3 separate regions of the Mus musculus genome follow, and all the other regions are linked to region 2. Evidence: chromatin contacts called from public HiCAR-type and HiChIP or PLAC-seq data. All regions are on one chromosome and are shown on one strand. Each heading gives the region's core, a stretch centred on a gene start, on an enhancer-like site or on the middle of the called end of the contact. The rest is flanking DNA. Distances are from core to core; before and after follow the strand shown. Region 1 overlaps Gm51669 (a long non-coding RNA gene). Region 2 overlaps Dpt (dermatopontin). Region 3 has its middle 120 kb from the start of Gm26685.

Region 1 (3,574 bases), core at 396-2,895, 220 kb after region 2:
TCACTACCACCCATGAGCCATGATGCCTTTCCACTCTATTAAACTTTTTTCAGTGCTTCCAGGAGCAAAAGACAAGGTCACTCTGTCTCTCCACTAGAACTTAGCTGACTGAACTTGTCCTCAAAGCTAGAAGATGTGAACTTCAGTAGGAGACATTCAGGGCTGGCTCACCAGCTACATAAAGAGCACACACATGAGCGCACACACACACATATTACTGCACAATGTGCATCAGCTTCGGCTCCCATGGTTTCCTCAGTGGGCTGGGTCACTGTGAGCATCAACACTGACCATGGGACTAGAAGTGCAGAATTCCCATGATTCTTCTCCCTGCCTTATATATTTTCTCTTCCAAACAATTCACTCTTAATAATCCCTTGTGTGTGCACACTCTACCCCATACACACACACACACACACACACACACACACACACCAGTAATTAATCACAATCAACTGTGGAGCACTGATAAGTGATCTGCCTGAAGCCAAGTGACCTTACCAGCTCCATCACTTCTACTTCAGTGGACACTTCCCCTCACATGGAATTGTTTGGTGACATTCATGGAGCAAAGGGCATCTTTTAATTTGTCCTGAAAGTGAACCTAATATAAGGTGTTTCCCATATCCAACATCTCTCAAATGAAGCCCCATTCTTCTGGGCAAGAAGGGTCTTCCAGGATCTTACCATCCTTGCATCTCCCATCAGGGGACATATCTCACTCAACATGGCACATCAAATCCCAAGTCTCTCACCTTTCTATATGGCCTATGATAAGTATATCATGTTTTTGTTCTGTGTGTGTGATATGTACATCTATGTGTGTATGTGTGTGTTTTATGTATGTCCAGGTGTGTGTGTGTGTCTGTGTGTCTGTGTGTCTGTGTGTCTGTGTGTGTCTGTGCCTGTGTGTGTCTGTGTGTCTGTGTCTGTGTCTGTGTCTGTGTCTGTGTCTGTGTCTGTGTCTGTGTCTGTGTCTGTGTCTGTGTCTGTGTCTGTGTCTGTGTCTGTGTCTGTGTCTGTGTGTGTTTAAGCCAGACATTGGTGCTAAGTATCCTCCTTGATTACTCTCTACCTTATACACTGAGACAAAGTTTCTCACTTGAACCCAGAACTCAACAATTCAACTAGTTTAGTTAGAATTTTTACTCCAGGAATCCTCTTTCTCTGCCTCCCAAGCATCACTGAGGTAGGTAGGTCTCCACACACACACACCCAGTGTTTACATGGATGCTAAGAATCCAAATTCCTCCCATTCTCATCTTTATTCAGCAAGCGCTTTACCTCTGGGCCAGCTCCCAGTTCCCTGTGGCAGTAAACTTACCATACTGAGAGGCCACGTGGCTCTCCTGCATCACAGTCTAAAGCCTAGAAAGGTACAGAAGGTGTCTTTAGCTGAGGACTAATTACCTTTTAGAAACACAGTCACTGTGAGAAGGTCATAGGAAGGGACCACGCCTATCCAAGCTCATCAGTAGCCCAAGCCCAGGTAGGGCCTCTGAGTGTGTTCAGGCCCTAGGATGCTTACATCTGGCCAACAGTTATGAGCAGAGAATTTTTGTCCTGTTCTTCTTGAGTACCTAAAGCCTGCCAAGTCCTTAGAGTGGTTGTGTCCATCCCCTGCTCAGTCTGAAGGCAAGCTGCAGGCAGCCATCTGTTCCAGGAGAAAGAGTGCCACCTGCTGTCTCTGAACCCTCTCTGCCTGAAGCAGATAGATAGATAGATAGATAGATAGATAGATAGATAGATAGATAGATAGATAGATTCAACGCTTACTAGTTGAAAGTTGTAACCTCTCACTTGTTTGCTTTTTTCTTTCTTTCTACTTTATTTTGAGAAAAGGCCCAGTGAACTGCTGGTTCACCTTCAAACTCACGATCCATTTCATGCTGGCTTGGCTAACAGGCATACCCTATGACACCTCTCCACCCCCACTCCCACCCACCCCCAGATAAGGACTTTATTTCCAATCACGTCTAATAAACAGATGAGATGTAGAGTAAATGGTTTTGCAGCCAGTTCGGGTCCCTGGTGTTTCTGGGTGGTCATTTTTTTGAAACAAAAGAAAGCAGATCCAGTTGTGGTCTCTACTTGTCCTTGCTGTTACCCCACCGCTGATAAAGGACCTCGAGAGCAGAGGTGCAACTGATTAGGTTTGGACAGGAAACACATACACACAATGCCTCGATTTCTACCAGAAGAGGCGTCACAGCCCGCAGAGCCTCATGGGACCACTGTAACTCACACTCAATGTCTGTAAGGTGGGAATAATAAAAAGGATTTACTTATGGAAAATCCTCATGTCATTGAGGATTAAATTTCACATGTCATAAGGAAGCTATCTGCTGAACACAACAGCCACTCTTTCTAGAAGCCTCACCTCTACCACAGATCTGTGCTCCTTCCTCACTTGGCCCTCAGTGTTGTAACAGAGCCTACATTTACTGGGAATGGTGATTTAATTAGTTAGGGAAGTGATTTCATAAAGCAAGCTGTTGATGGCAACAGAAGAGAACAGAAAGGAAAAAAGCCCTCAAGGAAATCGACAGGTGCTCAGCTAAAACGCAGGAGTAATGATTTGGAGAAGGAGCCAGGGACTGAGTGCCAGTGGGGGCAGGTTTCCTTTCAAAGCCTGGGAGGCAAGGGAGAATCTCATTATTTCATTTCGGTAGGAAATGGTCATGAGGCAGAACATGGGCTCTGTGTTCTGCTCACAGGTCTTATCCATGCAGCTTTGTCCATGGACATTGGGCCAATTTCCTCTTTGAAAAAGGAAGGCAGAGTTACTGTCCTAGAAGGGTACCAGCTCCAACCCACCCTCCCAGGCTCTTTGCAAGCTCTGCCTGCCAAAGGATGCTTGTCATGTGTACTTTTCCAACCTGCACAGAGCCAGCAAGTGGCTGAGACTTCCTGTGCGGGTCCTAGGTTGGCAATGTGAAGGTGACAGCTCACCCCAAGCCCCAGGGCAGAAAGAGGCCACGGGAGAAGGCACTTCTGCCACAGAACGTGTACCTCCCTTCAGGGTTCATCTTATCTTCTGATGACGAGCAAGCAAAGGCAACTAGTCTCTCTGTGGGTGTAGTTGTCACGCACACTTGGCAGGGAGGGGGATTTAGGAGAATGTTCACTCTCATGCCCAGGCCACCCTGTACACTGGAGCACCAGAACTTTCTTTGCTAGACATCAAGGACATCTGTTAGCTAGGCAGTGAGCAGGGGGTCTAGCAGGTAAGCCATCTGGACACACTCAGAAGGGGTGAGTCTGTTTTCTCATCAACTACATGGCTTCATTGCCCACTAACACCCTAAATAAGCAAAGATAGTCATTGAGCAGAATGCTGATGCCAACTAGGATAGCAACGTGTATGAAGCAATGAAGCTTGCAGGTGCTTTTAAGGGGGACTCTCAGCTCTCACAGCGTCAGTCTACAATATCGTCCTGTTTTGCCAGAATCAAACAACGGTGAAATGACTTCATGACAAGGCACGGGCAGACATTGACATTCTTCAGCATGAAACAGAGATGAAGATGTGAGACTACCTTGAAAATATACCTGTACTGGCTAGTTTTGTGTC
Region 2 (3,739 bases), core at 386-2,885:
TGTGTGTGTGTGTGTGTGTGTGTGTGTGTGTCTATGTGTGTATCTGTGTGTCTGTGTGTCCAGGCACCATGGAATCCTAAGGAGACCATTAGATCCCTTAGATGTAGATCTATAGGAGATTGAAAGCTACCCTATGTGGGTGCTGAGAATTGAACTTTGGTCCTCTGCAGGAACAGTAGGTGCTTTGAATCACTGAGACACCTCCCCAGTCCTGTGTGTTTGTCTGACACAAGTTTTATATATCCTTGGCTTGTCTAGGACTGCCTTTGTAGATCAGGGATTCTTCAAACTTTCAGCAGACATTTCCTGTCTTTGTATCCTGAGAGTGCTGGGATTGCAGGCATGCTCCAATGCAGCCTCCTTCCCTTCTACATTGAAATTCTCTCTGCAGCATGCATGAGAAGCCTGTCAAGTGAATGTCTGGCACCTCTGTATTTTCGAGCATTTAGAGACTCAGAAATAATATCATTCCGGGATAGAAAAACAAAATCATCACCAACTCCCAGATGCATGTGGGATTTATTTGTTTGGTGGGAGCCAAGGTGCTGTTCTGATTTCAGCGTGATATCTCTCTGGATATCACAACATCACTGAAACCTGGCAAGAAAGTAAATTCCTGCTCGATGCAGGCATGCCATTTCTAATCGGTTCCCACTGGACTAGATGAGTATGTAAATGCAACACATATTTATTTAGCTGGAAGAATCCAAATTTGTAGTCCAATGGTCTGTTAACAGCCAACACATGTCACCAAAAGGGCGGCAAACAAGACTACGGAGACCTTTTGCCTCTTCCACTGTCCTCAAACAGCTCCAGCTCCTCCAGGTCACATCCCAGTCAGTCGGCCTGCTGGATGGAAGCTGCGCATATGCATCCTGGGACCGAGGGGTTTGAATTTAGGAACGTGTTCGCTTCTTTATTGTTTTGCCTAATGATCCTTCTCTGGATCTATGACTGATCAGTAGGTTTGTAGAATGATCTGCTTGGACACAGTCACTTGTTTAAATGACCTTTACATTGCCTTTCACTGTCACTGGCTTTCTGTGACACTCAAACTCAGCATTCTCCATCATTTCCCCCCTGACTTCCCCATCATGTCCAGTTTATAAGGCAGAGAGTAGCTTCGCTTAATTCCTGGACATTCCTAGTTCTCAACAACAAAAGTCAGTTAAAGAGAGCATTTGTCTCTTCTCTTCCACTGTGAATAATCCAGTCAAAGAAAATCTTTGTGAAATCGGGCACCTTTGTTCTGATTTTAACACTAGATGAGGTTTCTTGGCAAGACCATTCCTGTGATGCTGTGTCCAAGTCAGGAATGAGCTCATAGGCCTTCCGTCAGGGAGTCTGTCAGCCTGCCCTGGCTGGCTGGTCTCCTGTAGCATGTTTCCCAGAGGCCTGATAAAAAGAGGAACTGTACACACTGATGGCTCTGAGCTAGCATAGGAGCTATTATTGCAGAGATGGAAGCTCCTATATCTTGATAAAATGAATCTGGATGTTAGTGTTTAAGAGGGCACACTGCATGTGGGTACTCCTGTTTTTCACAAGCAGCCACCACCCTGCCCTGTGTACACTCATTCTGGAGAACCACAGCTCCCCTGAGCCTGCGCAGAATCAATTGTCCCTTTCCTCAGCTGGAGCAGCTGTCACAGTTACTGTCCCCTATTTATAATGTTGGCATCTATTTGCGCATATAGGAGATACTCCGTTTTGTGTTCAGACTTCAAACGCAGACACTTCAAAGATGTGTCTGATTGTCAGAGTATCAGCTCACCCAACCTGAGCCACTTAGAACAAAGCAAACCTGTCAATCACAGCCAAGTCCACTTCAATCCACAGGACTCTAGAAGACATCCTTCATTTCTTTATCCAATTAGTTACTAAATGTGAAAGGATAGAAAATATGTATATTTCACAGATTTAGGAGAAGTTCTGAACCATGGCTATTATATTGATTTATTTAGTGATATCATCCTTGTGCTCGTGGAGACCATGAGATATGGAAGCTGTGATGCTCTTCAAAAGAGTGAGCTTGATTCAGAAAGGTCCAGCCACTTCTAGATCCCATGTTATGTGTATAGTGTACAGCCACTTACCTTTATCACAGGAAGAAAATAAGAATACAGATCAAGTGTTAGGCAGCAACACAGCAGACATCTAATGGCAAAGTGAAGGAGGGGGGGGTGTTTGCTTTATTTGGAGGGAAGGAGAAGTTGGAGGTGAAACTGTCCTTGTTGATGTACAGCTCAGGGTAGCCAGGCTTATGACTGTCAACAGTAATCAAAACAAATGTGACCACTGCCGACCAGCCCTGGGCTTGAAGCAAGAGCTCGAGGCTCCCTTCCAAAACAGCAATTTGAAAAAAGTTCAGGGACTTTCCTCTTCTAATTTAAGTCACAGACATCCTGAGAACTGTGCTTCCGCTGTGTGGTGATACATATCTGAACCGTTTGAAATAGAAACCCCCAAATGCCACAGAGGATAGACACTAACATTTTATGTTCCCTCTCACAGCCCAGGTTCCCAGAATTCAGTCTGTCGACACAGACAAGGGCACTAATGTGACTGTAGAGGACATGGCATGTGGTCCTATTTGGCCAATGCCCAGCTCTCTGGGAGGGACCAAGACACCTGCTTCTTTGCCCCTGTCTATTTATATTTATTTTTTAATGTAAGTCCATTTGGGTTTTGTTGTAGTAAACATTTAACCTCAATTGAGGGTTTCTACCCCGTCTTTGATCATTCAGTTCTCAGATAAAGGACACACAACCTTTATATTTATATCCCCAATGAAGGATCTAGAGAAAAGACCCAAGGAGCTAAGGGGTTTGCAGCCCCATAGGAGGAGCAACAATATGAACTAACCAGTAACCCCAGAGCTCCCTGGGACTAAACCACCAACCAAAGAGTATACATGGAGGGACTCATGGCTCCAGCTGCTTATGCAGCAGAGGATGGCCTTGTTGGTCATCAATGGGAGGAGAGGCCCTTGGTCCCATGAAGGCTTAATGCCCCAGTGTAGGGGAATGCCAGGACAGGAAAGCGGAAGTGGGTGTGTTGATGAGCAGGGCGAGTGGGAATGGGATAGGAGGTTTTTGGAGGAGAAACCAAGAAAGGGGATAACATTTGAGATATAAATAAAGAAGATATCTAATAAAAATGTAAAAAAATAAAAGGGAAATATAAACACACACACACACACACACAGAGAAAACAAGAAAGAAACCAAAAGCACTGGAGCTGGGCAGATATCTACCCTATGTGTTATTATGTCTACTTCCCTATCAATAACCCTGAGTTATTACTTGCTATATTCCATCTGGGCTGCTCTTAAGTCCAATTGGCCAGCCCTCATGGTCATATTTTCATGACTCACCTACCCCATGGTGTCTTCTCTCTCCACCTTCTTCTCTCTCCCCTTGTGGTCCTCCTCAGACACCCAGTCCAAGAATTGAAGCTCCACCTTCCTCTCTCCTGCTCAGCTATAGGCTGTCAGCACCTTTATTCAACCAATAGTTTTCAATTAAGAAGCAAGTTCACATAGCATTACTTTGTGTATGTGCAGATTCTCTCATCCCTGGGACAACCCGGCCTTGGAGGTCAGTATGTGGCGTCACAACACCTAGCAAAAGACCAAAACCCCAACAGTGTTTTATCATTCTGTCTTTGCAAAAATAGCTTGAACAAGTCGTGATGTAGTATGGATTTTGCATGTCAGAAAGTTATCATCTTTGATTTA
Region 3 (3,434 bases), core at 358-2,857, 190 kb before region 2:
TTAGTCACTAGGGAGTTGCAATATTTGAGAAGGATTAGTAGGCGGGACCTTGTTGAGGTAGGTGTGGCTTTGTTGGAGGAAGTATGTCACTCTGGGCAGGCTTTGAGGTTTCAAACACCCAGGCCAGACCCAGCCTTTCCCTCCTTCTACCCCATCCTCTCTCTCTGCAGATCAGAACGTAGTTCTCCAGCATCACGTCTGCCTACATGCCACCATGCTCCCTGCCATGGTGATAATTAACTAATCCTCTGAAGGTGTAAGCAAGCCACCAATTAAATGCTTTCTCTTTTGAGAGTTGCTGTGGTCTTGGTGTCTCTTTACAGCAATATAACAGTGACCAAGGGAGTGAGTTACTTGATGTATGGGCATAGTTGGCATTAGAGAAAACCGAGGAACATGTTATAACTGACACAATATATTTGTCAGCACTGTAGGAAACATGACCATTGTGCACACAGTCTTGGTGCCAATACTGATATATCATAGAAATTGGAAAGGCAGGGAGGCAGTTTTAGTGCCTGCCAATCTCCAACCCTTCTCTTTGCAATGTTACCTGCAACTCCCTGCACCTCTCTGGTATTCTTTTCCCTGTGGGCTATGATACCATGGTTAACAGCAAACTCTTGGGTTGAGTCCATCTACACAACAGTTTCGTATATGGCTTAGACAGGTTCTTTTTTTTTTTTTAAATCTTATTTTCAAAGAAAAACCTTTTCAAGATGGAGAAGGTTGAGTCTGAAGGTGAAGTTTCAGGTACTCTGAAACAGATTTCATTTTCAGTGCCACTCAAATCACATCACGCATATAAAAATCTTTGCATCGTATCTGAGTTAGGAGGGTTACACCCAAGAGCTAAGAGCAGAGCCTTACTGGGCAATTATGGACATGCATTTAGTGGTAAAGTGTCAGTGTCTTGGATGTTTGAGGAAAAGACTCAATTACTACTTTCTTGGGAACACAGAGATTATTTTTGGCTTTCGACTAAGTAGAGGAAGATTTCTGAAGGCCCCCAGCAGCTAATCTGATCACCTGTGGTTCTGAGCACATTGTTATGACACACTAGTTACATTTGGTTTGTAAGGTACTTACATAGGGAAGTCTGTTATGTGGCTGACCTCATGCCTTGTGGTTAGTGATTCACCACCCTACACCATCATCACTCCTATCCTTAGGAGAAAAGACAGGCTGAGAAGGAAGTAGACTTGACTTAACTTATTCCTAATAAGTATCACTTAAACCGTTTAATGGATTCATTAAAGTATCGATGTCAAACAAACAAACAATAAAGCTTAGAACATATTAATTACAACTGTGCTGAAACAGATGATATTTAAGAATTCAAGCCAGTGTTTACTCACGTACTTTGGGAAACAAAACAAATGGATGGATTTTCATGTCTTTTAAAAATTTTTATTTATTTTTATTTCTTATATCAGGAATAGAAAGAGAAAATCAATTCAAAAACTGGTACTGTATGAGACAGAGTGCCTGGAATTGTGTTTAAAAGATCATGTAGTATGGGGACATCATCCTAGGTCTATTCACTTCAATTTTCTTCATAACATATCACTACTGACAGTTCACATTTTCCTGTTCAACATTATCATACAAGATGAGTAAGAGTATGGGTCTCTTCCAACATGACTAATGGGCCACAGAGCAGGACCAGCCCTAAAAGGTTTGCTTCGTCCACATGTACAGTATTTAAACGACAAGTATCTCGATGCTCTCCTAGTATCATGTATACTTTACATATACGTATATATGTATATATACATGATACATACATCCATATACATGCATATACATGTTGTACATATATACATATGCATTTATATACACAGTATATATGTATAGTATATACACAAATGTATAAGTATATATATATATATATATATATATATATATATATATATATACACAGATACAGATGTATGTATACAATGTATAAATATACTACACATGTGTATACTATATGTATACATGTATGTGCATGTAGGAGGAGAAATTCCACACATAGAGATGACTGTCCTTCATGCTCTCAATACTCTGGTTGGTGGCTCCTGGGTGGTAGAAACAGAAATTTGTCTAGATCAGAAAAGGCCTAGAGTTTACCAACTCAGGCTCACAGCTTCTATTTTACCAAGTCCAATTCTAGAATAACTTTCTCTGAAGCCGATGCATTTTGTGTGCTGCACTGGCTAATATCTTCATTATTTTTCCCTGTTGTAGTTTCCCCATGACTACAAACCTTGCATTTCATAATAAGCCTGGAATTTCCTAGTGTGCTCCCTGGAGCCATGGGAGGTTTGCCTGGGGCTGCCAGGGACGATGAAGATTACGCCGGTTACATAGAGAAGTAGATTAAAGCCATCCATCCCTACTTTTAACCAGAGAAATTATTTTTTTTACATATTTTATGTACTGTCTGTTTCTTAAATAATGATAAAAACATGAATGTCATTAATCTTTGGTATCATTATTTGGCTAAGAAAAATCCCAGATACTACAATGGAATTTTGAACATTTGGGTGTTGTGATAGGCACTTCAAATTTTAATGTTCAACTCACAGTATTTGGCCCTTGTGCATTATAATACAATTAATTATGTAATATTACTTTACAAATAAAGAAAGATAATAGCATGCCTTTGCTTAGTTCTCCTGTAATCTCAAAGGGTGATCTGTACCAAGAAAAACATCAGAATGCATCTATGCTCTTTCCTAGACTTTAAAAATAAGTACAGCTTGTAGAATAATATAGGTTGTAACATGGAAGCTTTAAACTAGCTATATTAATTTGCTTTCTGTTTCTGTGATAATTACCATGACCAAAAGTAATTTGGGAAGGAAGTAAGGATGGCACTGCCCACCTTAGGCTGGGTCCAACTATATCAATCATCAATGAAGAAAATACCTACAGACACACTCATAGGCTAGGTTATTCAAGCAATCCCTTAATTAAGACCCTCTCATATAGCTCTGAGCTGTGGCAAGTTGAAAGCTGAAGTGAACTAGAAACTAGAGAAACAGGCTTTGTGTAACACTTGTTCACAATGATGGCTTTTAGTTATGATTAAAGTCCTGAGCCTGAGTCATTGAAGCTGTATGCCCAGCTGAAGTCTGTCTTTTATCAATGTAGCAAAAACCAAACAAACAAAAAAAACTGCAGTCGAGGTAATGTATTAAGAAAAGAATATTTTTTTGGAGGAAGAGTTTTGGAGTCTGAAAACACAAAATTGGGTAACTCCATTTATTTAGGTTCCAATGAGGGACTCATGGCAGATAGTAACAGGGAAGGGATATGGTCACAAGAGAGAGCCCACATGTCAAGGCAAGAAGCCAAAGAAAATGGGGATCAGTCAGTCTTGCTCTTTAGGAATAATGGGATTATGCTTCTAATGGGACCTTTAGGACCATAACATTTCCTTCCGA

What was found. HiCAR-type assays count read pairs that join an accessible place to other places. HiChIP or PLAC-seq counts read pairs in DNA pulled down with a chosen protein or histone mark.
Region 1: an H3K27ac HiChIP or PLAC-seq map of regulatory T cells shows a contact between it and region 2, with 4 times the contacts expected there. The contact joins two enhancer-like sites. A contact is called at or near these places in 4 of 39 promoter capture datasets (the 3T3-L1 cell line, cranial neural crest and embryonic stem cells), 3 of 484 Hi-C or Micro-C datasets (cerebellar granule neurons, embryonic fibroblasts and liver) and 1 of 115 datasets of contacts at active chromatin or transcription factors (regulatory T cells).
Region 3: a contact with region 2 is called in a HiCAR-type map of fibro-adipogenic progenitors, with 2.4 times the contacts expected there. The contact joins two enhancer-like sites. A contact is called at or near these places in 2 of 484 Hi-C or Micro-C datasets (the 3T3-L1 cell line and embryonic fibroblasts) and 3 of 115 datasets of contacts at active chromatin or transcription factors (fibro-adipogenic progenitors, heart atrium and pancreatic cancer cells).

Annotation. Positions count from the first base shown.
Region 1 is chr1:165,034,251-165,037,824 of GRCm38.p6, forward strand. All of the region lies in intron 5 of Gm51669 (a long non-coding RNA gene), which reads right to left. Among named protein-coding and RNA genes, the nearest start is that of Gm51669, 25 kb to the right of the region's middle. Within about 2 kb of position 1,646, at least 14 of the 459 cell types and tissues checked have an H3K27ac peak or open chromatin away from gene starts, as enhancers often do. A contact at or near this core is called in regulatory T cells, where this site is marked.
Region 2 is chr1:164,813,111-164,816,849 of GRCm38.p6, forward strand. The region is part of intron 2 of Dpt (dermatopontin); the gene reads left to right. Among named protein-coding and RNA genes, the nearest start is that of Gm32569, 10 kb to the left of the region's middle. Within about 2 kb of position 1,636, at least 89 of the 459 cell types and tissues checked have an H3K27ac peak or open chromatin away from gene starts, as enhancers often do. A contact at or near this core is called in fibro-adipogenic progenitors and regulatory T cells, where this site is marked.
Region 3 is chr1:164,621,519-164,624,952 of GRCm38.p6, forward strand. No RefSeq gene overlaps it. Among named protein-coding and RNA genes, the nearest start is that of Gm26685, 120 kb to the left of the region's middle. Within about 2 kb of position 1,608, at least 26 of the 459 cell types and tissues checked have an H3K27ac peak or open chromatin away from gene starts, as enhancers often do. A contact at or near this core is called in fibro-adipogenic progenitors, where this site is marked.